7 separate regions of the Mus musculus genome follow, and regions 1, 3, 4, 5, 6 and 7 are each linked to region 2. Evidence: chromatin contacts called from public Hi-C, HiCAR-type, HiChIP or PLAC-seq and promoter capture Hi-C data. All regions are on one chromosome and are shown on one strand. Each heading gives the region's core, a stretch centred on a gene start, on an enhancer-like site or on the middle of the called end of the contact. The rest is flanking DNA. Distances are from core to core; before and after follow the strand shown. Region 1 holds the start of Nat8f4 (N-acetyltransferase 8 (GCN5-related) family member 4). Region 2 holds the start of Abtb1 (ankyrin repeat and BTB (POZ) domain containing 1). Region 3 holds the start of Lsm3 (LSM3 homolog, U6 small nuclear RNA and mRNA degradation associated). Region 4 holds the start of Chchd4 (coiled-coil-helix-coiled-coil-helix domain containing 4). Region 5 holds the start of Tia1 (cytotoxic granule-associated RNA binding protein 1). Region 6 holds the start of Nup210 (nucleoporin 210). Region 7 holds the start of Fam136a (family with sequence similarity 136, member A).

What was found. Promoter capture Hi-C pulls out the DNA fragments that hold promoters and counts their contacts. Hi-C and Micro-C count contacts between places; a contact is called where the count stands out from the background. HiCAR-type assays count read pairs that join an accessible place to other places. HiChIP or PLAC-seq counts read pairs in DNA pulled down with a chosen protein or histone mark. Capture Hi-C pulls out chosen DNA fragments and counts their contacts.
Region 1: a contact with region 2 is called in an H3K27ac HiChIP or PLAC-seq map of thymic regulatory T cells, with 13 times the contacts expected there. The contact joins the promoter of Nat8f4 here to the promoter of Abtb1 in region 2. A contact is called at or near these places in 1 of 484 Hi-C or Micro-C datasets (CD4 T cells) and 1 of 115 datasets of contacts at active chromatin or transcription factors (thymic regulatory T cells).
Region 3: a contact with region 2 is called in a promoter capture Hi-C map of adipose tissue, with 3 times the contacts expected there. The contact joins the promoter of Lsm3 here to the promoter of Abtb1 in region 2. A contact is called at or near these places in 2 of 39 promoter capture datasets (liver and pre-B cells), 2 of 484 Hi-C or Micro-C datasets (CD4 T cells and regulatory T cells) and 2 of 9 other capture datasets (adipose tissue and liver).
Region 4: a HiCAR-type map of embryonic stem cells shows a contact between it and region 2, with 4 times the contacts expected there. The contact joins the promoter of Chchd4 here to the promoter of Abtb1 in region 2. A contact is called at or near these places in 3 of 39 promoter capture datasets (cranial neural crest, liver and pre-B cells), 1 of 115 datasets of contacts at active chromatin or transcription factors (embryonic stem cells) and 2 of 9 other capture datasets (adipose tissue and liver).
Region 5: a promoter capture Hi-C map of liver shows a contact between it and region 2, with 4 times the contacts expected there. The contact joins the promoter of Tia1 here to the promoter of Abtb1 in region 2. A contact is called at or near these places in 1 of 39 promoter capture datasets (liver) and 1 of 9 other capture datasets (liver).
Region 6: a contact with region 2 is called in an H3K27ac HiChIP or PLAC-seq map of embryonic stem cells, with 4 times the contacts expected there. The contact joins the promoter of Nup210 here to the promoter of Abtb1 in region 2. A contact is called at or near these places in 1 of 484 Hi-C or Micro-C datasets (B cells), 1 of 115 datasets of contacts at active chromatin or transcription factors (embryonic stem cells) and 2 of 9 other capture datasets (liver and pancreatic islet).
Region 7: a Hi-C map of CD8 T cells shows a contact between it and region 2, with 8 times the contacts expected there. The contact joins the promoter of Fam136a here to the promoter of Abtb1 in region 2. A contact is called at or near these places in 1 of 39 promoter capture datasets (pre-B cells), 1 of 484 Hi-C or Micro-C datasets (CD8 T cells) and 2 of 9 other capture datasets (adipose tissue and liver).

What each region holds. Positions count from the first base shown.
Region 1 is chr6:85,903,190-85,906,768 of GRCm38.p6, reverse strand. It overlaps Nat8f4 (N-acetyltransferase 8 (GCN5-related) family member 4), which reads left to right and starts at 1,831. Exons shown (of 4, transcript NM_029331.3): 1 at 1,831-2,057.
Region 2 is chr6:88,839,964-88,843,562 of GRCm38.p6, reverse strand. Abtb1 (ankyrin repeat and BTB (POZ) domain containing 1) reads left to right here and starts at 1,628. Exons shown (of 12, transcript NM_030251.3): 1 at 1,628-1,794; 2 at 2,663-2,725; 3 at 2,798-2,853. The coding sequence starts at 1,739. Podxl2 (podocalyxin-like 2) reads left to right here. Exons shown (of 8, transcript NM_001347327.2): 7 at 1-56; 8 at 587-1,006. The coding sequence ends at 796. Gm15612 (predicted gene 15612) reads right to left here and starts at 709. Exons shown (of 3, transcript NR_045880.1): 1 at 467-709; 2 at 1-82.
Region 3 is chr6:91,514,029-91,517,418 of GRCm38.p6, reverse strand. Lsm3 (LSM3 homolog, U6 small nuclear RNA and mRNA degradation associated) reads right to left here and starts at 1,384. Exons shown (of 4, transcript NM_026309.2): 1 at 1,341-1,384; 2 at 261-371. The coding sequence starts at 1,361. Xpc (xeroderma pigmentosum, complementation group C) reads left to right here and starts at 1,531. Exons shown (of 16, transcript NM_009531.2): 1 at 1,531-1,713. The coding sequence starts at 1,620.
Region 4 is chr6:91,472,165-91,475,791 of GRCm38.p6, reverse strand. It overlaps Chchd4 (coiled-coil-helix-coiled-coil-helix domain containing 4), which reads left to right and starts at 2,369. Exons shown (of 3, transcript NM_133928.2): 1 at 2,369-2,476. The coding sequence starts at 2,455. Tmem43 (transmembrane protein 43) reads right to left here and starts at 2,085. Exons shown (of 12, transcript NM_028766.3): 1 at 1,894-2,085. The coding sequence starts at 1,905.
Region 5 is chr6:86,402,186-86,405,595 of GRCm38.p6, reverse strand. Tia1 (cytotoxic granule-associated RNA binding protein 1) reads right to left here and starts at 1,377. Exons shown (of 13, transcript NM_011585.4): 1 at 1,074-1,377. The coding sequence starts at 1,099. n-TGccc4 (a tRNA gene) reads right to left here and starts at 1,703; the gene lies at 1,633-1,703.
Region 6 is chr6:91,114,883-91,118,413 of GRCm38.p6, reverse strand. It overlaps Nup210 (nucleoporin 210), which reads left to right and starts at 1,588. Exons shown (of 40, transcript NM_018815.2): 1 at 1,588-1,796. The coding sequence starts at 1,630. Gm30364 (a long non-coding RNA gene) reads right to left here and starts at 1,193. Exons shown (of 4, transcript XR_003956467.1): 1 at 229-1,193.
Region 7 is chr6:86,363,427-86,366,985 of GRCm38.p6, reverse strand. It overlaps Fam136a (family with sequence similarity 136, member A), which reads right to left and starts at 1,340. Exons shown (of 3, transcript NM_025591.3): 1 at 1,167-1,340; 2 at 236-376. The coding sequence starts at 1,253.

The sequences.
Region 1 (3,579 bases), core at 582-3,081, 2.9 Mb after region 2:
CACCTTTTGAAACAGTCTCTCACTGGAACTTGGGACTAAACTATTAGGGTACACTGGCTGCAAAGAGTCCTAGGGATTTTCTGGTTTCTGCCTCCTCAGAGCTAGAATTTACAAGGGCTGGCCACCATGCCTCAGTTATGAACATAGATGCTACGGATCCAACTCAGGTCCTAATGTTTGTATGGCAAGCGCTTTTCTGACTGAGCCTATCCCTAGCTCCTACATCCCCTTTCCTCACAGCACATTCTAGGTAGAAATGAGAAGTTTTTCCAAAGCATAACACAGGCTCTGGACTTCACTGGTTACTGTAGAGACCATTGTTCTTACATGGGCTCAAACTGCCCTTTGAGAGTCATGAGAACTTCTGTTAACTTCCTTCCTGGGAAATGGAAACACTTTATTTGTTTTCTTGATCTGAGGCTCACAGGGATCAAACACACCTCAAGGAGAAAATAAGAGCTTCACCAATCATCTTCCAGACACACATTAATAAACTGTACCAGCAGCACACAGGCCAAAGTGGAGGATGTGTTTAGTAACTGGCATTGCTTACAGGGTTGCTTCGGGGCAGCTCATCCCTGCACTGGCATTCACAGTGTGGTGGGGCATTAGAGGTGTTGTGGAGCTGGCTAACTTGGACACTGGCATTAGTAGTGCAGACAGTAGCAGCCTCACACCAACACTGACTGAGGAGTTCCTGCCACCTCTTTATCCCACTCTTTCCATGGTAGGGACGCCAAGTAAAGCACCAGGATCACACAGTGGAAGGTTTTGTTTTGTTTTGTTTTGTTTTTTAGAGACAGGGTTTCTCTGTGTAGTCCTGGCTGTACTGGAACACACTTTGTACACCAGGCTGGCCTCGAACTCAGAAATCCATCTGCCTCTGCCTCCCACCTGCTGAGTGTGTGCCACCACCGCCCAGCCCAAGAACTAGCTCTTAACAGTCCTCCTCTGACTTGAACATGTAGATTATGGCTCCCTTGCCACCCCTCCCAGCATTTTCAAGTAGAGTCTGGGTGTGGGGTTCTCACCATCCCAGTGCTCATGCGAGTCCAGCAAGAGCATTACTCCTTGCCTCGTCTTCCCAGCCCCTAACGGTGTTGATTGCTTAGGTACTTGTTATGTCAGGAAGAATGTTTAGACAAACCTGATGACTTTCCGTTTGAGATGTTAGGTAACATTTGTTTCCACCCTCTTCAATGATATCAGAATTGAAGTGACATTTGCTAAGATATCTTTCAAAACCACTAGTAGCTAAAAAATACAAGGAACTAGTGTTTTCTCTGTCTGAGACATCTCTGGACCGCCTTCTTCCTCAGTCATGGGCTTCCTTTCTCTCAGATACAAGCTTTCCTTTCAAGTGGTTGAACATATTTTCCATGTAGTTCTCATCGTCATTTTTCAGTTTGTCGTGGGAAATCTGATGGTGGCCACCAAATTGGCCATGGGTCAAACATCATAAGAATTATTCAGAGCCTGAAGCATCCTCACAAATGAAAATGTGCTCTGCACACAGGTCTCTGTGGGTGAGTAACACTGATCTAGTTGTTTTACTTTTCTCTGACTCTTTATGGACTGTAGTTTCATGACCTCGAGGTATGTTGTATACACAAGATTATTAAAGTAGTGAAATGAGTGTTTTTTTTTTTAATTAGAAACATCGTGATTGAAGGCAAAGTCTGAGTACCTACTGAGCATGAAGCCTTAGAGACCAGTAGAGACACACTCCTACAAGCACAAGATCTTCAGTGGCCTCTGCTCTCTGATCCTGCCTCAGCCTCGGATCCTGCCGCCAGGGGGCGCCGCGCGTCCAGAGCAGCGCTGAGGCGCGCACCCCTTTCTTACACCTGCTCTCACACTTGGCCTTGGAGGGGGCGCAGTGAACTTGGGCCAGGAGTCTGCTCACCATCTCAGGAGAAAAGTGTCCGCAAGGCAGGAGAAGCACTCGCTGGGTCAGTTCCTGAGAGCGGAGCTCACCTTTAGTCTCGGTCGTCCCAGAAAGATCTTCCCCACGGAAACAAGTCCGCCACTTCCGGAAGACACAGTTCCCGCCCAAGGTGAGAGCTGCTGAGCTGCTGAGCTGCTCAGGAAGTCTTTCAGATGCTGGTGGGTGTCGCCCTCACCTTCTTCCGATGAGTCTTCCTCAGCACAGAGCCTGAGTTGCTGACAGAGAGGAAAACAGGTGCTTTTCAGGAAAAGGTGGAAATTGAAATGGTGTTTTGAGTCGTGCCTTTGTTCTTAGCCAGCCTCCTGGCTCTCCTTAGAAACCCTCAGGTTCTCCCTGGGGTGGAGACAGAGTACCACCACGGGAAGATTCACTGCCCTTTGCAAGAACATTCTGGACTCTTATCAAGTGGGCTCTCAGGAGGAATTAGGGAGGCATCCACTTGGGGAGGTGAGTGAGTGTTTTTGATTGAAGGAGCTCCAGGAGTGCTTGGAAGACTGGGGCCACATTAACACCCTCAACCAAGAGGGGCGTTCCTCAGGACACTGAGTTTTCCCGGACACTATGTTAAACCGAGGTGAAACCTCCTGTTTTTGGCATTGTGGAGGCAGTGAATGGCTTAAGATCAAGGCACTGCTCTTAAGGAGGCCACCAAGGACAGAATGTGTGAGAAGCAACAAGGACCTGCCACTGCAGGTTCTTATCCTTATTCTGCAGCAGAGACTCAATTCCAGTAGCACAAGAGACCACAAATAGGCTTTTTCCCTGAGGATTGACTAAGCTAGGGTATTGGGGGATGGGTGGGTAGGTGGGTCTGTGACATAGCAGGAGTAGCTTCTGGCTTTGGCAGGAATGTGCCCTTGCTGCTGGGTAAAGCTGGGAACAGAACTCAGGTCCCCATCTGAGTAGACTATAACCATGTAGCCTACTCCTGTAGTCCCACTTAATGCTACCTAGGCCTCAAAGAGTCTACAACCTACCAAAACAGTGACACCATTTGGAGACCAATATTTAAATGTATAAACTTATAGGGAGCATTTTGCCTTCAGTCGGTAACAGCAGCTTTCACCAGGACCTGGGTTCCAGCTTCTGGTTTACCATATGAAAGAAAACTGAAGGCAGCATGGACAGACAAGCCATGAGTTTCCTAAGCATGGCCTTGCCCCAGTAGGGTCTTAGTTATTCTTTTATAGTCATGTGCTCATGGTGTTCAGCCCCACCTGAATCCTGTTAAATCTACTGTCAATTTAGCTCCAAAATGTATGTCCACATGGTTGGAGGCTCAGAGGTCTTAATGTCTTCACTCTGGTCTCAGTGAACTTTGTGTCTCTTGGTTCTCTGCCAACCCAACTGATTCCTTTGTCAACTCAGACAAGGCTCTCCTTCAGACCATACAAACCATGAGATGCTGACAGATCATGGAATGCAAGATGGTGGCAAATCACACCCCTGAGTGAATTAACCATAAGTCATGCCTTTTGTTTCTGCCAGACTCACTTCAGAGCCTGACCTCAGGTAGCTTGGTTTCTTTCAAGCAAGGTTGTTCTCCTTGTCTAGCTGCTTTGTGAGCCATCTGGGGCCCCTGTACCTGGGCCTTCTCTAGCTCTCCTGCCTTTGGAGAGGTCTCTGCCATC
Region 2 (3,599 bases), core at 379-2,878:
TGCTTGGCCTACTCTACAATTGTTGGCAGCGCCGGATGCCCAAGCTCAAACACGTGGTGAGTAGGCCAGGGAGGGCTTAGGACTGTAGGGCAGAGTGTGGCTAGTATCACCCAGTGCTACCCAAGAGCCTCACCTAGAAACCTGTACCAACTCAGTTGTGCTCAGTGCCACCATCTACCCTCTCTGAGCCTGGTCTTCGAGGAGATACACAGTGAGGGGGAGTTAAGTCTCACCAAGGGATCCCTCCTCTCCTCCAGCTCTTCCTAACCCCAGTGCCCCATTCTGCAAGGCTTGAGAGCAGCTGCTCCCCTCAGTCCTAGAAGCCAAAGGCTCCTGCAACCTGCACAAGAGAAAGGGGGCAGGCCCTGCACATTCTGCCCTATCTCGTATGCTTTGAGTGGGCTGTCTCATGTATAATGCGCTGTTGGAAGGGATCAAGTGACACCAAGGGGGTCACAGGGTTTACCTGCAGAGGTTTAGGTTTGAGTTGCAGGCACTTGTATCCTGGGCCCCAAGGGAGTAGTACCCTGGGGGCTTGGCGTGGCCAACCACTGTGCGCGCCTAGCGCTCTCTCCTGCTGCTGCAGTCGCACGGTGAGGAGCTGCGCTTCGTGGAGAACGGCTGCCACGACAATCCCACGCTGGACGTGGCCAGCGACAGCCAGTCGGAGATGCAGGAGAAGCAGCCCAGCCTGAACGGTGGGGCCATCAACGGCCCGAGCAGCTGGAGCGCGCTCATGGGCAGCAAACGCGACCCTGAGGACTCGGACGTGTTCGAGGAGGACACTCACCTGTGAGCGCCGGGCCACGGGCGCGAGACTGCCCGACGCCACGGCCCCGCGCCCCTCCCGGTCCTCCACGCGGACCACTATGCTTCCCCACCGCAGCAGGCGACCGCGGCGCAGCTCCCACCCCGCCCTGCCCGGCCCCGAGCGCTTGCCCGAGGCCAGCGCGCTCCCCGCGCCAGGACTCCATTAAAGCCGCTAAGACGCGCGGGCCGCTCCGCCTCCACGCCTGTTTTTTGCCTTCCGAGGGCTGCACTCCGGGGAGTGGGTGGGATGGGCCTGGAGGAGTAGGTGGGGCAAGGGAGGCTGGCTGGGCGTGGCCAAGGACGGGTGGGCTGGGAATTTCATGGAGTTTGTGGGCGTGGTTAGGGATATGTGGGCGGAGGGTAGGGAGTATAAGGTCATCTGGGTGGAACCAGGCCGGGTGGGCTGAGCCTGAAGTAGGCTGGGAAAAGTCCTGGTGGGCGAGGCCTCGGCCTGATGTGCGGGACCTGAACCGAGCTAGACTCAGGACTGACAAGCGTTCCAAGCCTGTGGGAGGTGCTGTTTTCAGAACGGATCCCAAGAAATGTGGGCGGGGCCTGCAGCGAACTGCTCTTCCGGTGAAGCTCTTCTGAGGAGGCGGGGTCTTGGTAGTGAGCTATTCTTCGGGCGAGTGGGCGGAACCTGGGGGAATTGAGTTGTCCTCTAGACGGGTGGGCGGGGTGAAGGCTAGAAGTCCCCAGAGGCTAAGTGGGCGTGGTTAAGGTTACTGGGTGCGGCCTTGGGGAGCGGCCTTCTGGATGCGAGGGCGGGGTTCGGGCCGGACGGTCCTCCGGGCGGCAGGCGCCGCTGCGGAGTCGCAGGCGGGCATAGCTAGGCCGTGCCGCGAGGGGCGGGGCGGTGAGTGTTTACATCCGGCCGGGCACAGACGACTCCCGAGATCACTCGGCCGGGGGTCCAGTCTCTTTCGCCATGGATACCAGCGACTTGTTTGCCAGCTGCAGGAAAGGGGACGTGGGCCGTGTGCGGTGAGAACCTGAAGTGCAGGAGGCGGGCAGGCGTCCGCAGGGCTTATCGGGCACGGGTGTGGGGTTGGGCGCCGTGGGGCTCCCGAAGCTGACCGAGTCAGGGAGATCGGGCTCTAGGTCCCTTACTTAGCTCGGTGCAGGGAAACGACTCCTCTCCGTGGAGGTTCCAAGAGGCGCAGGCGCCGCTGGTGCAGCCAGTTACCAGCCTGGCGCCGAGACCGTGATCTCCGTGGGCAGGCAGGGAAGAGAAGGATCCTGACCCTTTTCTTTGATAGACTCCTTTCTCCCATGGCCCTTCCTTCCAAGTCCCCTGGTCCTCAACAGATGTGACCAAGCTGCAGCTCTCTCCGACACCAGATGCCACCTCAGAGTTAATGATCCGTCCCTCAATTTGAATGCAGCTCTGAGAGTTCAGGTCTTGCCTCAGATAGCCTCCTTGGGCTGCCATGTCCCAGTGATCGCTTTCTGGTTCATGACCTCTTCTCCTCAACATTTTATCAATTGTTTTTTCCACTTCTTCCATAGATCTGTTCTGTTCCCCTCCTTCCCCGCCCCCAGTGCCTGCATCAGCTTTCTTCTGACTTCCCTGCCATTGGCTCCCCAGGCTGAATTAGGGGCCCCATCACCTTCTCTCTCCCAGATATTAAAAGACCAAATTCTCAGCCTTCTGAACCTGGGGCTTGGCCTCTGTCCATGAAGCCATCACCCAACTCACAGTTGCAGACCCTTGCAGACCTGTGTAGTCCCAGGCCTTACCCTTCTCAGAGGCATTCCCTAGCCCAGAGAGATGTGGCCTCCTTCCCCTTCCTGGTTGTCTCTCTCCCAGATGAGAAGCAATTCTGACCCAGGCTTTGAACTTCCTGCCCAGGTACCTGCTGGAGCAGCGAGACGTGGAGGTGAACGTGCGGGATAAGTGGGACAGCACCCCTTTGTGAGTGTGAGCGGTGGGGTAGCTGGGTGGGCAGGGTGGGCCTACCCTACTGACAGCTTCCCCCTTTCCTAGGTACTATGCCTGCCTCTGTGGGCATGAGGAGTTGGTGCGCTACCTGTTGGCTAATGGTGAGAGAGGGTCAGGGTCTGCCTGTAAGCTCTGAGACCTTGCTCCATGTTTGTATGCACCCTTGATTTCTTGTTAACTCCCTAAAGTCAACACATAGTACTCTCTAACCCTCTATCCACTTTCTCACGTTACCCTTGACACCCAGGCCAGTTCTGGGGCTGTCTCCTGTACTGTACCACCATTGGTCTGCTAAACTGACTCTCTGATCTCCATATTTGCAGGCAGGAGGATCTTTCCACAGCAAAGCTGATGGGAGTGTTTGGGATAAAAGCACGTGGGCATGGTTGCCCACACCTGCAATTAAATTATTGGGAGAGAGAAAAGTCGAGACAGGGATTATCTTAAGTTCAAAGCTAGTCAGGGCTACATTGTGAGACCCACTCTGACCTCCTCTCACTTTGCCTTCCTTGGGTCTCCCACCTGCTGGCTGCCCCACTAGACCTACCCATCTCCTACCTCAGGGTCTTCTCAGTTGCAGTACTTCCTGCTTAGACTGGAGTTCCTTCCTAGATCTATGCATCTCCCGCTTCTTTCAAGTCCCTGTGCTTAGCCACCTCACTTCACAGTTCTCCCCATGTGGCTGCCACTGCCATAGTCACCCTTGGTTCTGTTTTGTAATAATGCCGGCTGTCATATAATAAACTATGCATGGGCTCCACTAGGTTCAGTTGGGGCAGGGATCTGCTAGTCACCAAGATGGCTATTTACAGGGCCAGCCCCTCAGTCTGGCCTTAACTGCATATAG
Region 3 (3,390 bases), core at 135-2,634, 2.7 Mb before region 2:
CTGAACAGGACCTGAGCGTATCAGGCAGCTCACAACAGTCTGTAACTCTAGCTCCAGGGGATCAGATGCCTTGTTCTGTCTCACCGGAGTCCCACCCCTCTCTAAAAAACCATTCTGGTTAAGGAAAACATATTTTAAAAGTGAATAGAAGGATTTTCCAATTCCCAAAAGAAATTCAAAAAAGTAAGTTTACACTGCAGTTCTAATTTGTAAGGAGGTAGGATGCAGCCTCTGGCTCTGAGATGTTTTAACAGACTTACGTGTAGTCTGCCTCGAAGCTCTCGGTCATTTCTCATTTTCACATAAATTCGCTCATCCAGGCTGAGCCTGATCAGATCCAGGGGCTCCTCTACGGTATTGGTGGTCTGTTGCTGAGGAAAGGCAAAGGCTTACTCATAGGATACAGAGGCCGGGTGGTGTTTCAATCACTGGTCAGCTGAGAGAGCAGCATGTGGGTGCTAGTACACAACCAGGGTTGTCTCCAAGATCAGCAAGCGCTCTTATCTGCCAAGCCACCTCTCCAGCCCCAATAAATCCCCATTAAGGAACTTACACTCTAGTTGTGGAAGAAACACTTTAAATAAATACATATTTAAAACAACATGCTCTGGAGAGAAACACAGTAGGGTAGCACGTACGTACGTACATACGTGTGTGTGTGTGTGTGTGTGTGTGTGTGTGCAGGGGCTATACATATTTAAAACAACATGCTCTGGAGAGAAACACAGTAGGGTAGCACGTACGTACGTGTGTGTGTGTGTGTGTGTGTGTGTGTGTGTGTGTGTGTGCAGGGGCTGTGTGTGCATGTGAGGGTGTGAAAGACATTTTGGTGGCCAAGGTACACCAGCTACCTAAGAAATAGGGAAGGGTAGGTGCAGAGGCCCGTAGGCCCTTCTGTTGGCCTGTGTACCAGATCTTTGCTTGTTTTCTTCATACTCCATCTCTAGCAGTTTCTCCATCTCCTAGAACTGCACCTTTCCTCTGACCTCCCCTCGTAATTCACTCCAAGGGAACCACTGCCTGTGCCCCCCGTGTTCACTCGGATTGCTAAACTGGTGTCCTGCTACGACCTCCCGCTTTCTGTCGGAATCCCGACAGCTAGCTCCCAGAGATGGGCATCTCCAGCCGCCTGCATTCATTCTACAGAGAAAGGGCGACGACGAGCGCGATGGGTAGACGGGCGGGTTGAGAAACTCTGGGCCTACGGAGGTTTCAGGAGCAGGCCCGGCTACGGAAGGCCGTGGTGACTCGGAAAAAAAGAAAAGGGCCATCCCACGGGAAGCGTGGAAAAAGCGAGAAGCGAAAGCATTTCCTCTTCGAACGCCTCAGGTCAAACTTACCTGATCTACGTCGTCCGCCATGTTTCAAACGCTGCGCCCTTTCCACCTCTCGCGGGAACAGGAACTCAGAAACCTTAGGCCGCCACGCACTGAAGGCGAACTATATTATTTTTGTCCCTTCGCGCCCTCGTAGTTTGCATGGGGGCGGGGCTTCCTTCGAGGGCGTGGTCCTACCCTGGGCTGGGGGCGCGGCCAGGCGTGGCCCGCCTCCGGGCGGGGCGGGCACGCGGAGACCTGCGGCGTCCTGCGCGGTAGTCCCGAGGAACGCCTCTGGCTAGCATGGCCCCAAAGCGCACCGCAGACGGAAGGCGGCGGAAGCGGGGCCAGAAAACCGAGGACAACAAAGTAGCCCGGCACGAGGAGAGCGTTGCGGGTGAGAGGCCGAGTCTGCAACATGCCAGGCAGTGGTGGCTGAGGCTGGTGCGGGCGGCGGAGCGGATCTGCGCCTGTGGCAAGGTCTCCACGGCCGGGTGCGCGGCGTCCCCGAGGGCCTCTGCTATCAGCCTTAAACCCCTCTGTTAACCATTAGAGCCAAGTTCAGCCTCTAAGCAAGTGTTGAAGGCTGAGCAGCAGAAAGCTTCGCAGTTACCAGGTGTCTCAAGGAGACCCCAAAACCAAGACGGAGGGAGACTCTAGTGCGTGCGAGATCTCTCTCCAAATTCCCGACTGCCATCCAGTGTAACTCCAGAGTTTAGGATGTGCTTTGTTGTTGTTGCTTTGTTTTTCCGGACAAGGTTTCTCTGTGTAGCCCTGGCTGTTCTGGATCTTACTTTGTAGACCGGGTTGGCCTCAAACTCAAGAGATCCACCTGTCTCTGCCTCCCTAGAGCTAGGATTAACCCGTGTCTGCCACTGCGCCCTGGCTAGAATGCGCTTCTTACCTAGATCTTGAACAAAGCAAAACTTCCATCTTCCCTCTTAAACAAATCCATCCTCCAGTTGTTCCATTTCAATAAATCACACCTTTTCTTAACTGCCAGTTCGGCAGCAAGTCCAGTCAGCTTCGGAACCAATGAAATCTGTACCTAATTCTCTTTAATTTTATAGCTGGAGATCCTGTCCACAATTGAGTAAGTGAACTTCACGTTGCTTCTTTTCTGGCTTCCTCTCATCTGTCTGCCTCAGGTCATCATCTAGCAGCCAAACGGATGTAGAACAACAAAACCTCATGCCTCTGTCTTCTTATCTAAAACCCCCTCAGACTTGCGCTCTGCAAGTATAGCATCTTCCTCACTTAGCTGGTTTCCTACAGGATTTAGAGGCTGTCACAATTCTGTCTCCTTTCCAAATATTCTTGTTTTGATTTTTTCCTGTTTATTTTAAACAGCAGGCTGGCCTAGAAATCTGGATCTTTCCGTTTCAGATATTCTTATTTTGATTTTTTTTTTTCCTGTTTATTTAAACAGCTGGCTGGTCTAGAAGTCTGACTTCCGGTCTAATCCTCCTGATCACAGGGATTGCAGATGCCTGGTTCTTTAGTGACCTGCTTTCTGCTCTTTAGATATGCTGTATATTTATCTGGAGGCTGGCCTTTGGTGTTTCTTTGGCTTAGAATGTTCATCATGGATATTTGATGGGGCTAATTTCTTCTCTGCTTCAGGTCTAAGACACTCACTCCATGATCATCATAAAGTAGTCATTCCTGGGAACCAACTACCACAGAATCCCAGTTACTGCCCTGTCAACCTCTTATTCTTCAGTGATCTTCTTATCTGATTGTCTGAGGAAAAAAATGTAACCTTCATAAAACCAAGTCTCATTTCCCTCAATATCCTGTTTTGTTCTTCCTCTTTTTTTTTCTTTCCCTGAAAAAAAATTCTACTTTATTATCTTTTATTTTATGGGTATGGGTGTTTGCCTGCATGCATGTCAGTGCACCATGTGTGAGTTGTGCCTGCAGAGGCTAGATGAGGTGTTGGGTCCCCCAGAACTGGATTTGGGAGCTGCAGTGTGGGTGCTGGGAATTGAACCTGGGTTCTCTTGAAGAGGCAGCAAGTGCTCAGGTGTAAAATGCATGCTGCGAGAGAAGGGAGAACTAGACCTTTTAAAGT
Region 4 (3,627 bases), core at 1,120-3,619, 2.6 Mb before region 2:
ATCAATGGGTGGGAACATACTGGGCCTGGATATTGGCACACCAGGGTTGGAATCCTAGCTCTGTTGCTTTGGAACCTGGCAACATGTGCTCCACCTCTCTGGTCCTGACTCCTCACTTGCTGGTGATAATACCTACCTGACAGGAAAGTTGTTATACTGAACTCAGGAGCTTTTGTTCCACTCACTGTCTTAAGATTTTTCTTGCTTACCCTGCCTGGTGACTCAGCTACAGTATGGATGCTTTGGTATTGTCTCTAGGCATGACACAGCCATGGTCATATTGAGACCCAAATAGCTTAGATGAACCCCTCACATGATCAGGCATGTTCCCTGGAAGAGTGGACGAGGATCTTTATACCATCACCTGAGATTCTAGCCTCTCACCTCCTCCTATGTCACACCCCCAGCAGTGTACAGTACTGCTAGAGGATACAGGAGACAGGGGGCTAACAGAAGGGACGGCACACACCTCCATCAGTCACCCAAGATAACCTCTTTGGTTCACCAAGATGGAGTTGGTCTATGGCTATCCTGCTGACATTAATAAAAGCTCAAGTCTTCCCAGGAAAGTAATATAACAATAAATGGACAAAGACATCTGAAGATATCCCATTGTGTCTATGTTTGTTAGTGTGAGAATCCAAGATGGTCTCTGCCTACCAAGACTGTGTGGGCTAGCCTCTAAGAGTAACTTTTTCAAGGATTAAGTACCTCCCATGTACCAGGCTCTGTGCCCAGCAACCTTCCTCAAATTTCAAAGTAACTGATCCCATGAGAGAGTAAACCCAAAGGAGTTAGAGTAGAAGAATCTGGATTTGCCTCCGGGCTTGTCTCCAAAGTCTGCCCTCATCAGCACCTTCCCAGGCTGGGGATGTAGCATGCCAAGCTGGCTACGAGCCCCCAAGCAGGTGTCTTCTTCTGGGGAACGGTGAGATATGACGCTGATGAGATGGATCAGAAGGGGTCTGCCTGCTCTTGCCAGGCTGGCCTGCTGGTTGCCTTCTCCTCTGGCTCCAGTGCAGCATTCCTAACCTTTGGTTCTCTTCCCCTGCCAGGGCCAGACAATATGCCAAACAGATATTGCTTGCACAGTGGGTGAAACAAACTCCGGCCTCCCAGGAGGTGAAGTCTGCCGGACTGAGGAGGGGCCTGGGAAGAGGGTGTAACAGGCCCAAGGAGGGCTGTAGTGACACTCTACCAAGGAGGGAGTAAGGGTGTGCCTGGGGCTGGCAGTGCTCCTGAGATGGCTTCAGAGGCGCTTTCACCAGAGGCACTGGTGACTCACCGGCTTCTCCCACACCCAGTCCCCTAGTAGGTGGTGTTGCTCCGTTTGTTGAATGAATGTTAAGATTCACTAGGAAAATTCTTAAGGACTAGTTGCAGTAGGAAGAGGCCAGAGGTCTGGGTGAACTATCCTCAGCTAGGGGCTCTAACCAAATCAGTGCACCAGGAACCCGGCAGCAGAGAAAAGTCTCCCTCTCCACGTCATCCAGCCAGGCTAGTCCAGCTACAGTAGCATCACACAGCCTTTGAGTACACACCCCCTAGGGAGCGAAGACCAAAGAAGCATTTGCTGGACAGTTCCACCTGGGCAGGATCACCTCATCAGTCTGCTCACCAATAGACACTTTCCCCGTGGTCCTTCAGTTCCCCAAGTTCCCCAAGTTTCGTATCCCCAGGGGCCCAGAGAGAAACTAGGAGTGGAAGAAGCAGCCGTGCACGAGCGGACTCGACTAATTGCTGAGGCCCACAAACGCGCAGCCCGAGATGGAGAAGCTCAGAGAGCTGAGGGCAGCTGCACCCACTGGGGTAGCACCCCTGTAAGACCCAGCGCGGATCCAGGGAAAAAGCGGCCCGGATGATGGTGTCACCCGGGCATCAGGAAGCACTTACGTTCGCTGCCATGGTGGGCTTGGTTCGCTGCCGCCGTCTTGCTCTATTCCGCTAGGAATTGGGCTGACGACCGGAACGCAGAATACGGTGACCTCCTGTCTGCCACAGAGCTGCAAGACTTCTCGTGGAATCCAGGACCTGGCGGGACGCAGGACAAAAGTTACCGCCCTGCCTAAGCCTCAAGTTGTCTGCGCGTGCGCATCTTAAGGGCTGCTGGGAAATGTAGTCCGACGTCTGACACGTTCGCCACAAAATTACAAACCACTGTATTTCACTGGTGCGCGTGCGCGCTGCAAGATTTCTGGGAAATGTAGTATCGGTCTAGTTGGAGAGGCGCAAGGGCTGCTGGTCAGTGTAGTTTTCGACTGAGAAGCGGTTCTGGTGCTTAGGACGCGCGGAGGCAGGCGCGCGGCGGGCAGGCCTGGAGGGGGCGGGTCTGTGCGGGCCTCAGTGCCACCCGCCAGGCCTGAGAAGCGGCGAGGGAGGTCACGGCGAGAAGGTGTATCCGCTCCAGCCGCGCCCGCTGCCTCTGCGAGCTGCAGAGGACTGTCGGGAACAACCATGTCCTACTGCCGGCAGGAAGGTGAGTCGGGCGCTGCCATGGAGACCGGCCGGGACGGGCCTGCGAGAGACACGCGATCAAGTGGTCTCCACCGAGCGGCTGTGGGCCCTTTAGTGGGCCTCACGCGGCGGTTTCCAGACGAGAGAGGCAGAGGCTCCGTGAGGAACGAGGCCGGTCCAAGGTCAAGGTGAAGCCCGAACCCGGGCCTCGGAGGGCCTCACGTGGGCCTGGCCAGTGTGGAGCACGTTGTCTCTGGCTGGGAATCGGGGACTGTTAGGAATTAGACACCGTCGCTCCTAGCACTCCCCACGTGGTTCTATCCCGCCCAGGCTTTTTAGCTATCCCGAAAAATTACCGCTTGGGCTAGAGTGGGCGTGCTGAAGTGCATCTGGCAGGAGCATTTAGTGAGCGCCTTCTGTGTACTAGGCACGCTTTTAAACTTAACGTAGCCATTTTTATATGTCGGGTTCCCTTACTGTCCACGTCTTATCAAACGGAAAATTAAGACAGGTTACTCGATCCAGGAACCCACATCAGGTCACGAAACCGGGACCCGCTATGAAAGAGCTTCCTTTCTTCCGTCATTTCTAGCCACGTTGAGGACCACTCACTACCTGTTGTTACCTGTAAGCAGCAACCCAGAAGAATCCAGACCAATCTGTTGCTCTAAGGTCTCCCAGCACTGACTGGCTTCTTATGTCTGAGCTGCCAAACCCGCCAGGCCCTAGTTTCCACTCCTGTAAATTGAGAGATCAGGCGTCATTTACTCTGGTATTCACGAAGCACGTGCCCAAGGCAGGAAAGAGTTGGAGGGCTCTTGAGAATACAAAGCTACAGAGAGACTTGGTTCACCCAGAATTCTCAGCTCCTTTACTCTTAAGTCTAGAGAACATGAGGTACAAAGGAGGAAGTGATCCACCCAAGGCCATACATCCAGTTAGAAGGCCCCAGTCCGCTGTAGAACCCCCTCCTTCCCAGCATCATCATTGGTGCCTCTCCCGAGGACTGTTTCTGTTGGTTAGCACTTGGTGTTCCGCATACGAAAGTCCTTGACCCAGCACTGTTAGGCGGATTCCTAGGATGACTTTTGTTTCCTCCAACCTAGTTGGTAGGTTGATGACGAGTCTTTGAGTTAAGGAGGCTATGCAGATAAACATTTCTACCCCTCTTGA
Region 5 (3,410 bases), core at 128-2,627, 2.4 Mb after region 2:
TAATAACTAGAAAATGTCAAAAAGAACCCTAAATGTACATAGCTCTAAAAGTACCAGGATTCTAGAAATAAAAAGCTATGGCAGGAACTAGGTGCAGAGTTAAGGCCCGTAACATGATACATGTTCATCCTACTTCATTTATATGAACTATATGCACGATACATCAAGTTGCAATCTTCAAATATACCGGGAGAAAAAAACAACAACCAAAACCCACAATTTCTTGAGCTTTTCTTTTTTGCCCTGTGAAACCCAACAAAGGCACAACCGCCTCAACCCGTGCGTTGAAAAACAAAGAATGCAAGGGGAAGTTACATGACAAAGACAATATCCTAGACTCGAGTTACAAAATATTCACTAAAGATGCTTACACCTGACTGACCACAGTTACTCCATTAATAAAAATGTCAACCACTAGTCGCAAATGGTGGTAAATATGTTTTAATGAAACCCACTTTCCCTCGGTAGATGCATCCCTCCGAGTGAGATTTCCATTTTTTAAGAACGGTTTCAACATCCTTGGGTGTCCAGTTAGGTTTTTTGGTCGAGGGTCAGGGGAGTACTACAGAGGGAAAGCCGAAGACCTTCGAGAAAGATGTCTGGCTTTTTTTTTTTTTTTCTTTCCAGTTCTCAACTGCAAGTATAAAGTTTTTAACCTCAGCCTTCAAGAATTAAAAATGAAAAAAATCCTACCAAAAGAAAAGAGAAAGGACGTTCCAGATGGAAATCTGGAAAAGATTCATCGAAAAGAGGGGGCGGGGAAAAAAAGGACGCAAGCATGGGACTCCAGGAGGACGTGCCGAGTCCTGAGGAGAGCTTTGAATGAAAAGTCCTTCCTCCAGGTCTGGGGGCCGCGGGTGCAGCCAGCCGAGGGGTGACAGGGGCCGAGCCCCTCTCCCGCCATCGTCCTCTCGGCCCGGCTCGGCTCTAAGCATCCTGGCGTGCGCACGGGAGGGAGGAACCACCACAGCGCGGCGTCCACGGAGAACAATAGGCTGCAGAGAGGCGCAGGGCCGCGGCCTCCCTACGGGGCGACCACCATCCCGCCTCCCTCAACGCTGCTCCAGACTCACAGAGTCTTGGGCATCTCGTCCTCCATGGCTGCTGCGGTCGCGGCGGCACCTCAGGGTCCAGCTCCCTGCCCTTCGCTACCTCCCAAATCCTTGAGGCGGGCTATGGCTGCGGAAGAGCCGGCCTCCTCGCTTGACCGGAGGCTACTTCGCTTTCTTCTTTGGCAGCGATTACACAAAAAAAGGCCCGGCCTACCGCGAACAATGAAACCCCGATCCAAGATGGCGGCGAGCCGGACGCCTAGGAGCCGGCAGCCGAGTGACCCGTGCCGCGCATGCGCACAGCCAGCTAGCATGCTCACCCTCCTGGCAGCCGGGTTTAGGCTTCAAGGACGGGGTTCACTTGGTGCGCAGCCGCGCTGCCACCAGGCAAGGGATGGCTCAGAGTGCGCAGACGCAATGCCAGTAGTTTAGGATTTCTGTAGTTTCAGAGCGGAGTGTTTCATTTGTGAATTATATAGTGAAATTAAAAATCCTTGGGGAGGTTAAAGAAATAAAATAGCAGGTGTTTTTCTAGCAGGAAAATTTTCTTTTTGCACACTATTTAAAGAGAGAAAAGACATGCGCCGCCCGGGAATCGAACCCGGGTCGCAAGAATGGGAATCTTGCATGATACCACTACACCAGCGGCGCTGTTGAGGATTTGGGCGTCCGAAAACTCATAGGAGATACGTTAGTATCTCTGCCTATTGGATTCTTGATTTATGTAAATGAAAATTAGAACGAATTGATACTTGCACTTTTTCCGTTGCTTTATGAAACGATTCATTCTTTCTCATACCAATGCTGTTGAGTGGCTGTTTGAGAAAAATCTCGACTTTCATTTTTGCTTATTATTTAGAAGTAAGAGTTGTGGTAAGAAAATAAGGTCTACTTGACAATAAGCAATACTTTGCGAGCAGGAATCATATTTATGTCTGGATTTCTTTTGTATACCCAATGTAATCGAAAAGCTGGTAATAACAGAGTTACTGTTGCAAATTGGTGAGAAGAATCTCAACAGTCAGCCCTTGCTTAGGGTTCAGAGTTATGGCTCTGGAATGTGGTTCCGGTACTTTTTTTTATCCTTTCTTATTACACTATACATATTATGTAAAGCATTTATTAAAGACGTGAAAGTTTTTGTATCCAATGTCGTTCTTTTACATCAGTGGTCCTCAAGATTCCTAATGTTGCGACCTTTTAATACAGTTCCTGGCATTGTAGTGACCCCAACCATAACAGTACTTTTGTTGCTACTTCATAACTGTAATTTTGTTACTGATATGAATTGTAATGTAAATACTTTCAGCGATAGAGGGGTGGTAAAGGGGTCGCGACCCACAGGTTGAGAACCAATTGCGTACTCTGCCATATTTGGGATTCCCTCTCTCTTTCCTTCTTCCTCCCTCCTTTCCTTCCTTCTTTTCTTTCAACTTTTCTGTTTTTCAAGACAGGGGGTCTCTGTGCAGAACTGGCTGTCCTGGAATTAGCTCTGTAGACTAAACTAGCTTCAAACTCAAAAGATCCTCTTGCCTCTGCCTCCCTAATGCTGGGATTAAAAGCATGAGCCACCACCACCCCACATTTGGGAGTTCTACTTCTATAATTATCTCTAGAGTACGTCATATTTTCAGATTATATAGAGTCTATATTATAGACAGAAAACAAATATTGTCCACACTTCAGAACGCAGAAGTAGGTAGGAAGTTCAGGAGTTCAAAGCCAACCAATGCTATTTAGAAGCAAGCGCCTCTCTTCAAACAAACAAACAAAGAAACAAACAATAATTTTAAAGAAGAGTATGGCAAATATTTAAGTGTTTAAAGTATTTTGAACACTCTGGGGGTGGGTGGAAATCTATTTAAAATGGCTTTTAGTTTATCAGCATAGGTGTTCAACAATAACAAGCTTTACCCATTTCCAGCCCAGTGATCGTTCTGACTCTATGGTTTTGCTTTCTGAGTATTTCATACAAACAGAATCATACACTGTGTGTCTTCTTGAAACATACCTCTTCTCTTTTTGGTGACAGGGTTTCCAAAAAGTAGTTCTGGCTGTCCTGGAACTCACTTTATAGACCAGGCTGTCCTTGAACTCACAGAGATCTGCCTGCCTCTGTTTCCAAAGTGCTGGGATTAAAGGTATATACCACTGTTTGGCAACTTAAAACAAACAAACAAACAAACACCTACTTCTAGGGTGAAATTTTCAGTGCAGATATTCTTATACGTTGGTATATATTTGAGACACCTTGATGTGTAGATGAGGCTTTCCTCAAGAGTCCAATCTTCCTGACTTAGCCTCCTAAATGTTGGGATTGCATGTATGATCCACCATCACACCAGGCCAAAGCGAGTT
Region 6 (3,531 bases), core at 339-2,838, 2.3 Mb before region 2:
GGGTCCTGTGATCATAATGGTCTAAAGACTACAGTCTCCTTGTGTCCTACCAGGTCTGTTTTATGTATCTTGGTTACCTGCCTGCCATGGGATCCAGGCACTCTCAAACTTACTAATGCATCCTATGTGGAAGACACTGGCTGCCCATAGCAGGTCCTGGATGAAGAATGGATCTGTCACTGTGAATTCCTTCGAACCTCTTTAATTTTAGCCACCTGATCCTAGTACCTGGTTAAAAGCATGAAAGGCTCAGGAGTGAAGCCGGGTGTGTGATCTCCAGCGCTGGAAACTAAAAACAATGAAGCATCACCAAGAACGCGCAGGAAGAGTTTGCACAGACACCCTGGAGGAGCGTTGCTTTTCTTTTATTTCCTGGAAGAGGATGGTGGAACTTTCCCTCCTCCTGTAGCACGTGGTACCCAGCCTGGAAGACTTGTCCTCTTCTGGGTAGCTCCTCTCACCCCCATTCCTGGTCCAGGGTCCTTAGGGCCTGAGGGTGCCCTCCAAATGTCCCTCCTTGTATCCAAATGTCCCAAGGCAAAAGCGAGTTAGGAAGGAAAGGGTTTATTCGGCTTCCTTATCCCAGCCACACTGGATCATTGAGGGAAGCCAGGCACTCAACCAGGGCAGGACCTGAAGCCAGCGCCACGGAGGAAGACAACTTACTGGCTTGTTCCGTATGGTTTGCTCAGCTTGCTCTCTTAACACTTCAGAACCTCCTTTACAGAGGTGGCACAGCCCACAGTGATCTGGGCCCTCCCTCATCAATCATCAGTTAAGAAAATGCTCCATAAACAGGTCTACAGGCCAATCTGATGGGGGTATTTTCCCAATTAAGGCTGCTCTCCCCAGAAGACACTAGTTGGTGTCAAACTGACAAACAAAAACTACATAGACTAGGAATGGTGGCCTCTCAGAAACCCAGCGAGACCTTAGTATCCATTCCAGAGAGTTTCTCCTCCAGGAGGCTTCCCCAGCCGGCCTGAAATTCAGCTTCAAGTCTTTGTTTATGCATGACATCAGCCTGTCACTTTTCTTCCAGATCCCGCTGGTCGATCCAGGTCCTAGTGCAGCTGAAGTCAGGTTGCACCGTCTACTTTCAGGGACGTGTTGTTCCCTCACTAACCTTTCGGATATTTCCCTTGGAGCATCCATGGGGCTGTTTAACAGGAAGTTCCCAGTGTTGTCCTGCTGATGGATTGATCCCGGAATATCTCAAGACCTTCTTGGCCCCTGGGGAAGTGTGGCTTTGGAAAGGGGGCGGGGGGGGGGGTGTTAATCAGTGAGCGCTCCACACTGTCCTAGGGCGCCTGTCTTAGTGCTATGTCCTGGCTCCACCGCCAGAGGCTCCAGACAAGGCGGAATGAACAAGAGCGAGCCTGCTGGAAGGCTGCCACCAGAGACGGGCGCGCGGCAGAGGCCTTAGGCCACGCGCTACGGGCTCCGGGGCTGAAAAAGCTCGCAGGATTCGGCGCGCTCTAGGGGCTCAGCACCAGGCGCGTGCTCTCCGCTTTCCCGCCGGTCCCGCCCATCACTGCGCTCGCCCCGCCCCACGCGGCCACCTGCTACCCAGCGCGCGCCGGTGGAGGGCGCGGGAGCGCGCGCCCGGGCGCTAGCGAGGCCGGGAGGATGGCGCGGGCCTCACTAGTGCAGCCGGCGCTCTGGGCGCTGCTGTTGCTGCAGGTAGTGGGTCCCGCCGCGGCCGCCAAGCTTAACATTCCCAAGGTGCTGCTGCCCTTCACGCGGGCCACGCGCGTGAACTTCACTCTGGAAGCTTCTGAGGGCTGCTACCGCTGGTGAGGCGCGCGGGCCCGGCGGGAGGCGGCAGGTGCGCGCGGGAGGGGGCTTGGGCCGCAGGTGCGTGGCGTGCTCGCTCCAGCCGGCCCCGCGTGACCCCGCGGCGCGCGCGCTCTCTCTCTGCGCATGGCGCCTGGGCCACTCGCGTCTGGGCTGCGCGGGAAGAGGAGGCTGTGATCGCGGGCCATGGAGGGCAGCGCCGCACGTGGCCTCGGTCCCCAGCTGTCAGGGCCCTGAGGAGCTCCAGCTTGAGCAGCCACGCTCTGGAGTCTGTGGGAGACGGGGGAGGTGGGACTCACCCCTGGCGCCTGACTGGTGTGAGAAGAGTGTCTGTAGAGACCTGGGCAAGGAGTCTGTGGGAGACACACCACACCCGTTAAGCCACTTAGGGAGAGTCATTAAATCTTGGATGAAAGGACCATTTTCCAGCTCAGAAGTGGGAGGCAAAGGAATTAGATGCTGGTGGAGTAGGGTCTGCCTTGATGACCTGGCTTCCAGCAGGGTGTTGCGGTCCAGCCTTTGGCTAGGCAGATGAAGGGAGAACTTCTCGTTGCTGGGTGCAGGCTGAGTAGGGTGTGATCAGGTCACACCCTTGACCCACACCCTCACTAGTGCGACATAGTCCCTTCCTTCTCTCAGGCTACATTTTGCTGCCAGCCTCCTTAAGAATGTGTTTAGGTCATTGGTTCTCAACCTGTGGGTTAAAACCCAGTTTGGGGCCTCCTGTCAGATATTCACATTATGATTCCAACAGTAGCAACATTACAGTTATGAAGTAACAACAAAATAATTTTATGGTTTTAGTACAGTTCAACAACAGAGGAATTGTAGTAAAGGCTTACAGCATTAGGAAGGTTGAGAACCACTGATCTAGGCTAAGGCTTAACTAGCTAGGTGTGTGTGTGTTAATGTTCTATATGATGCCCAGAGCTCAGAGCCACATTCTGCTATATGTAGTTCTCAAATTTAATTTGTTTTAAAAGTCTGCCTCATAGGGGGTGGCACTGTACCTCTATAATTACTTCACTAGGGAGGCTGAGGCAGTAGTGCCGCTTTGAGGTCAGTCTGGAGTGTCTTTAGGTTGGCCTCTGGAGTATGAAGAGGCAGAGTCTTTCCATTGCAGTTTGGAGTAAATGCTTTACCCAAGGGGAAGTGTTTATTCTTCTCTGGGGCTTTGTTTTGAGTGAGGAGGTCAGCTGTTAATACTCTGGAGGGATACATGCTCACTCCATTGTTGAAGTTGTCTGCTTGATAGATGGGCCAGAGAGAGGAAGCTGACTATTTAAAACAGCTGGCTCCAAGGGAATCAATCTCCTGGCGTGTATTTGTGTGCTGCTTCCTAGGAAGTTCTGTATGTTTCTTCCTAGAATAACATTTTCTGTCTTTACTTCCTCTCTAACTGCACTTTCCTGAGAGTTGCTGATGGGTCTTGGCAGATTTTTATATTCTCAGTAGGAGGACTGGGAAAGACATTCAAAAGCTCAGATACCTCAGACGCATGCCAAGTACCCTCTGGATTGTTTAGTGTCTGGTGGCTTTCATCCTAAGGTGTGGTTGAAAAGTGTCTTCTTTGAAGGTGTTTGGTTGCAGTTTCCCCCTTACTCAACCGGAAGCTGGTCTGTCAGTCAAGCATAGATCAGAAATGTTATTCTGAATACAGTCACTCGTTGCTTTAGTTTTGAGAATCCTGGAGGCTTTGAGAGTTGGCAGATAGCTAAGACTCACACCTGCAGT
Region 7 (3,559 bases), core at 91-2,590, 2.5 Mb after region 2:
AAGGCATAAAGGTGCTTGGTTAGAAACCCCCTTGGTAACTTTCTTTTATATTACTGTTTCTGTGGCAAATATAGCACAACTTAACAGCACACCCAGGGCTTCTTCCAGAATATCAACCCTCACGGACACCAGGGCTCCCACCAGTGTTGACAGGACCTAAGGCAGAACGAGTGTTTCTCATCCCCTGCCAAGGAGCTGCTGTTCAAGGACTTGGGAGCTGTGAGGCATTCCTGACCTGGAACCTTTCCAGCTCGCTGGTGACCAGAGCCTGGGCTTGAGCCAGAGGCGCATGGCAGCGCTCGATGCATTGGTGCACCTGCTGCATAGATGCTTGGGTGTCTTCACAGCAGTTGGCGCTGCACCGGAACATGAGGCCCTGGGGAGCGAAGACAGAGCCTGGTGAGACTGGAAAGACTCTGAGGACAGCTCTCGAAGGACAAGGCCTTGGAGGCCATGCTTCTCTACCTGTTTTGTTTTATTTTTCCCGCCGTATCATCAGGACTTCGTAAGACTGGGACGGTTACCAGGCCTAACATTTGTAGGATGGGGATATATGTTCTTGGGAGCGCGCTTGCTAGTTCTAAGAAAGCCTTGCGTTCCATTCCGCACAGCACAAAGCCAGGGTGGTGGCCCATGCCTGTAATCCTCGCACTCCAAAGGTGAAGGCAGGAAGATCGGGGGTTGGAAGTCAACCTGGGTTAAAAGAGACCCTGTGTGCTGCTATGAGCTCACTGATAAGATAATGTACCCAAGACTGAACCGGAAGAAACCACGTTCTGAAAATCAGTTTTTGTATTTCTGTAGCAGAGTTCAGAGGTCGGCCTGGCTAGTCAACGCCCCACAAGGCGATCGAAACAGTAGAGGGTGATTAAGGGGTGAAGTTAAGCGAGGCCAGTAGGGTGAGGGAGACGGGGCCCACGCTCACGGGCGTTCAGGGTTCGTGGCATCTAAATCAGCGCAGGACGGCCCGAAGGGATTTCGGTCTGGTGGTTCTCCTGGGCCGGTCCCTCCGAGCCTCGCGCCAGATCACCTCAGGGGCGGCCGAACGCTCGTCACCGAGGCCAGGTGGGAGGAAACCGCCCCACGCGAGGCCCGGAGCTCGAACGTCACCGCGCCACCCCCGCCCGAGTTTCCAATCCCGTTTGGGCGCCGGACCGCGCCGCTACCTGCATCTTCCGGATGTTCTCTCTCTCCACACTTTTCACCATGGCGTCCACAGCCTCCTGCACTCGGAGTTGCTGCACCTCCGCCATGGCGACCCTGAGCTCAGCCGCGCCGGCGCCCGCGTGTGCACCCGCTGCGCCCCGCCCCCTGCGCCCGTGCGGGCTTCTCAAGCCACTGAGTCCCACCCTCCGGCTTCGCCCCGCCCTCGGCTGCGCCCCGCCCCTAGCTAGTGAGTCCCGCCCCTTTGCGCTGAGCCCGACCCCCCACCGAGTCACCGCACAGTCTTCCGAGTACCTCGCCCTGGCCCCTGGCCATTGCGCCCTTGTCCTCAGTAAGCGTTCCCGTTCCCGCATCCTCATCGCCCCCTGGCGTCTAGGTTAAGCAACTTCAGGCAGGAGACAGCGGGCGCGCCGCTGGTTCTTCCGTGGAGCCAGGCTTTTGGTGGCCAAAGATCTCTTCGTCGTCTGACTTCTTTTCTTCCTCTCTTTCTCTCTCTCCCTCTGTCAATCCCAATTTTAAAAAAGCGAATGTAATTAGCAGCTCTTGTACAGCTCGATCAGATTTTATTATTGCTATCTTTGTCTTGGTTTCTTTTTGTTGCCGAACAGAATTTCATTAAATGTACATACCACAATTTGCTTTGTCAATTCCCCAGCTGGTGAACATTTATGCCGAGTTACTAGTTACTGCGAGTAAAGGGTACGGTATTCTAGATTGTCTCAAGAGTAGTGTGGGGGTATGGAGGGGCTGTAGATAGCGAGACCGTTGAGTAAGGGCGAGCTGTTTCTGAATGGATTGGTTCTGTCAGCCATGTGCTCTCGTGTTCCCATTTCTACTGTCTTATGCAGTCATCTCTGAAACACAAGTGGTCCCTTCTTCCCATGGGCCGATGCAGAGGGGAGCATCATTAGGTTAGGAAGAGGGCTACTAAAGGCTGCGTTAGAAGAGCTTGGGCTATAAGTGGTCCCATAGAGATAAGGGAAAGTTCGAGTGTTTCGGGAAATCTCTCTCGGCGAGCTAGCATTGAATTTTTGTATTGAACTAGAAGGCCCTTGCCTGGCACTCTGGAGAAGGAAAAGAATGACAGGCAGGTACGGGAAGCTTCAGAGGGCAAAACAGAAAAAAAAGGTTGAAGCTTTGTGGAATAGCCTGGAACGAAAAAAAAAAGACTAGCGTGTGAAGAGTGCTTGAGATTTTAGGCACTTGCTGTGATTCGCCACTAGATGGCAGGCTAGCTCTGTTTTGAGGGTAGGAAAAGCCACACAACCCATTGTCCTTTGAGAAAAGCTGTGTTCCTCCATGGCTGGGCTTTCCCTCTCTCAGATACCAGGGTTGGGGATAAAATGTGTCCACTACTTGAAGCCGGACTTACAGGGATCTTCCAGGAGCAGCTGGAGCCAGGGCGATGGCAGTGGTCACCCAACAGACCAGGTGCTTTGCAAGTACTTTGAATGGGGTCTGAAGCGGACCCTTCAGTGTCCATTTTTCTCTCACTGTGCACAAAGTCAAAGCAAAGGGAGGGGAAGACTCTGGAATATTTAAATCCTAGCAGGGCAAGATGGCTGCCTCAGCCGCGAAGACACCAGACTGTGGCAAGACTCTTGAGACTCACTTCATGATTCCAGATTCCATAGAAAATTCTTTCTAATAAAGGCACAGTTTAACACTTCTCACTTTCTCCTTTATTTCTAATGTGTATCATGGTAGTTTCAGCAGCTGCTTCTACAGTAATGCTGTTAGTCACACTGAGATCTGGTGGGAAGCCTTTGGTAAGACAACTTTGTTAGTTTCAGTATGGCAAGACGAGTGGTTCTTTGATGTTTATGGAAAGTGACTCCTGACATGTGAGGAACCTGCCCCTGTAAGACAGTGGTCACTCTTTAAAGACTGGATCTAACGGCTTGAAGACAACAGGCCATGCCTCTCTGCAGCTCTCTGTAGGACCAAGAGTTAAGAAGCTAGCTATCTGTGCCGTGCTCTTAGAGTATTCCCTGATTACAGGTCCTAACCTATACCTGGCTCCTCCGAGCTCTTTGCCATGGACGCTGTGTTGAACCAAATCACAGGTGTGAAATGTTCCTTAAAATTGACATAAAAGTCTCATATGTCCTTCATTCCTGGGATGTCTCTGAAGAGACTCCTTGACCCCACCCATTCCTCTCATGACAGCTGTCCTCTTCTCTCCTCTGATTCTCTTCTAAAATATGTTTATTTTTATTTTATGTGTATGTGTGTGCCTGATTATATGTGTGTGCATCACATGCATGCAGGGGCCCATGGAGGCCAGAAGAGAACGTCAGACCCTCTGGAACTTGAATTACTGGTGTTTGTGAGCTATCATGTGAGTGCTGAGAATTGAACCTGGGTCCTATGCAAGAGTAGATAATGATCTTAA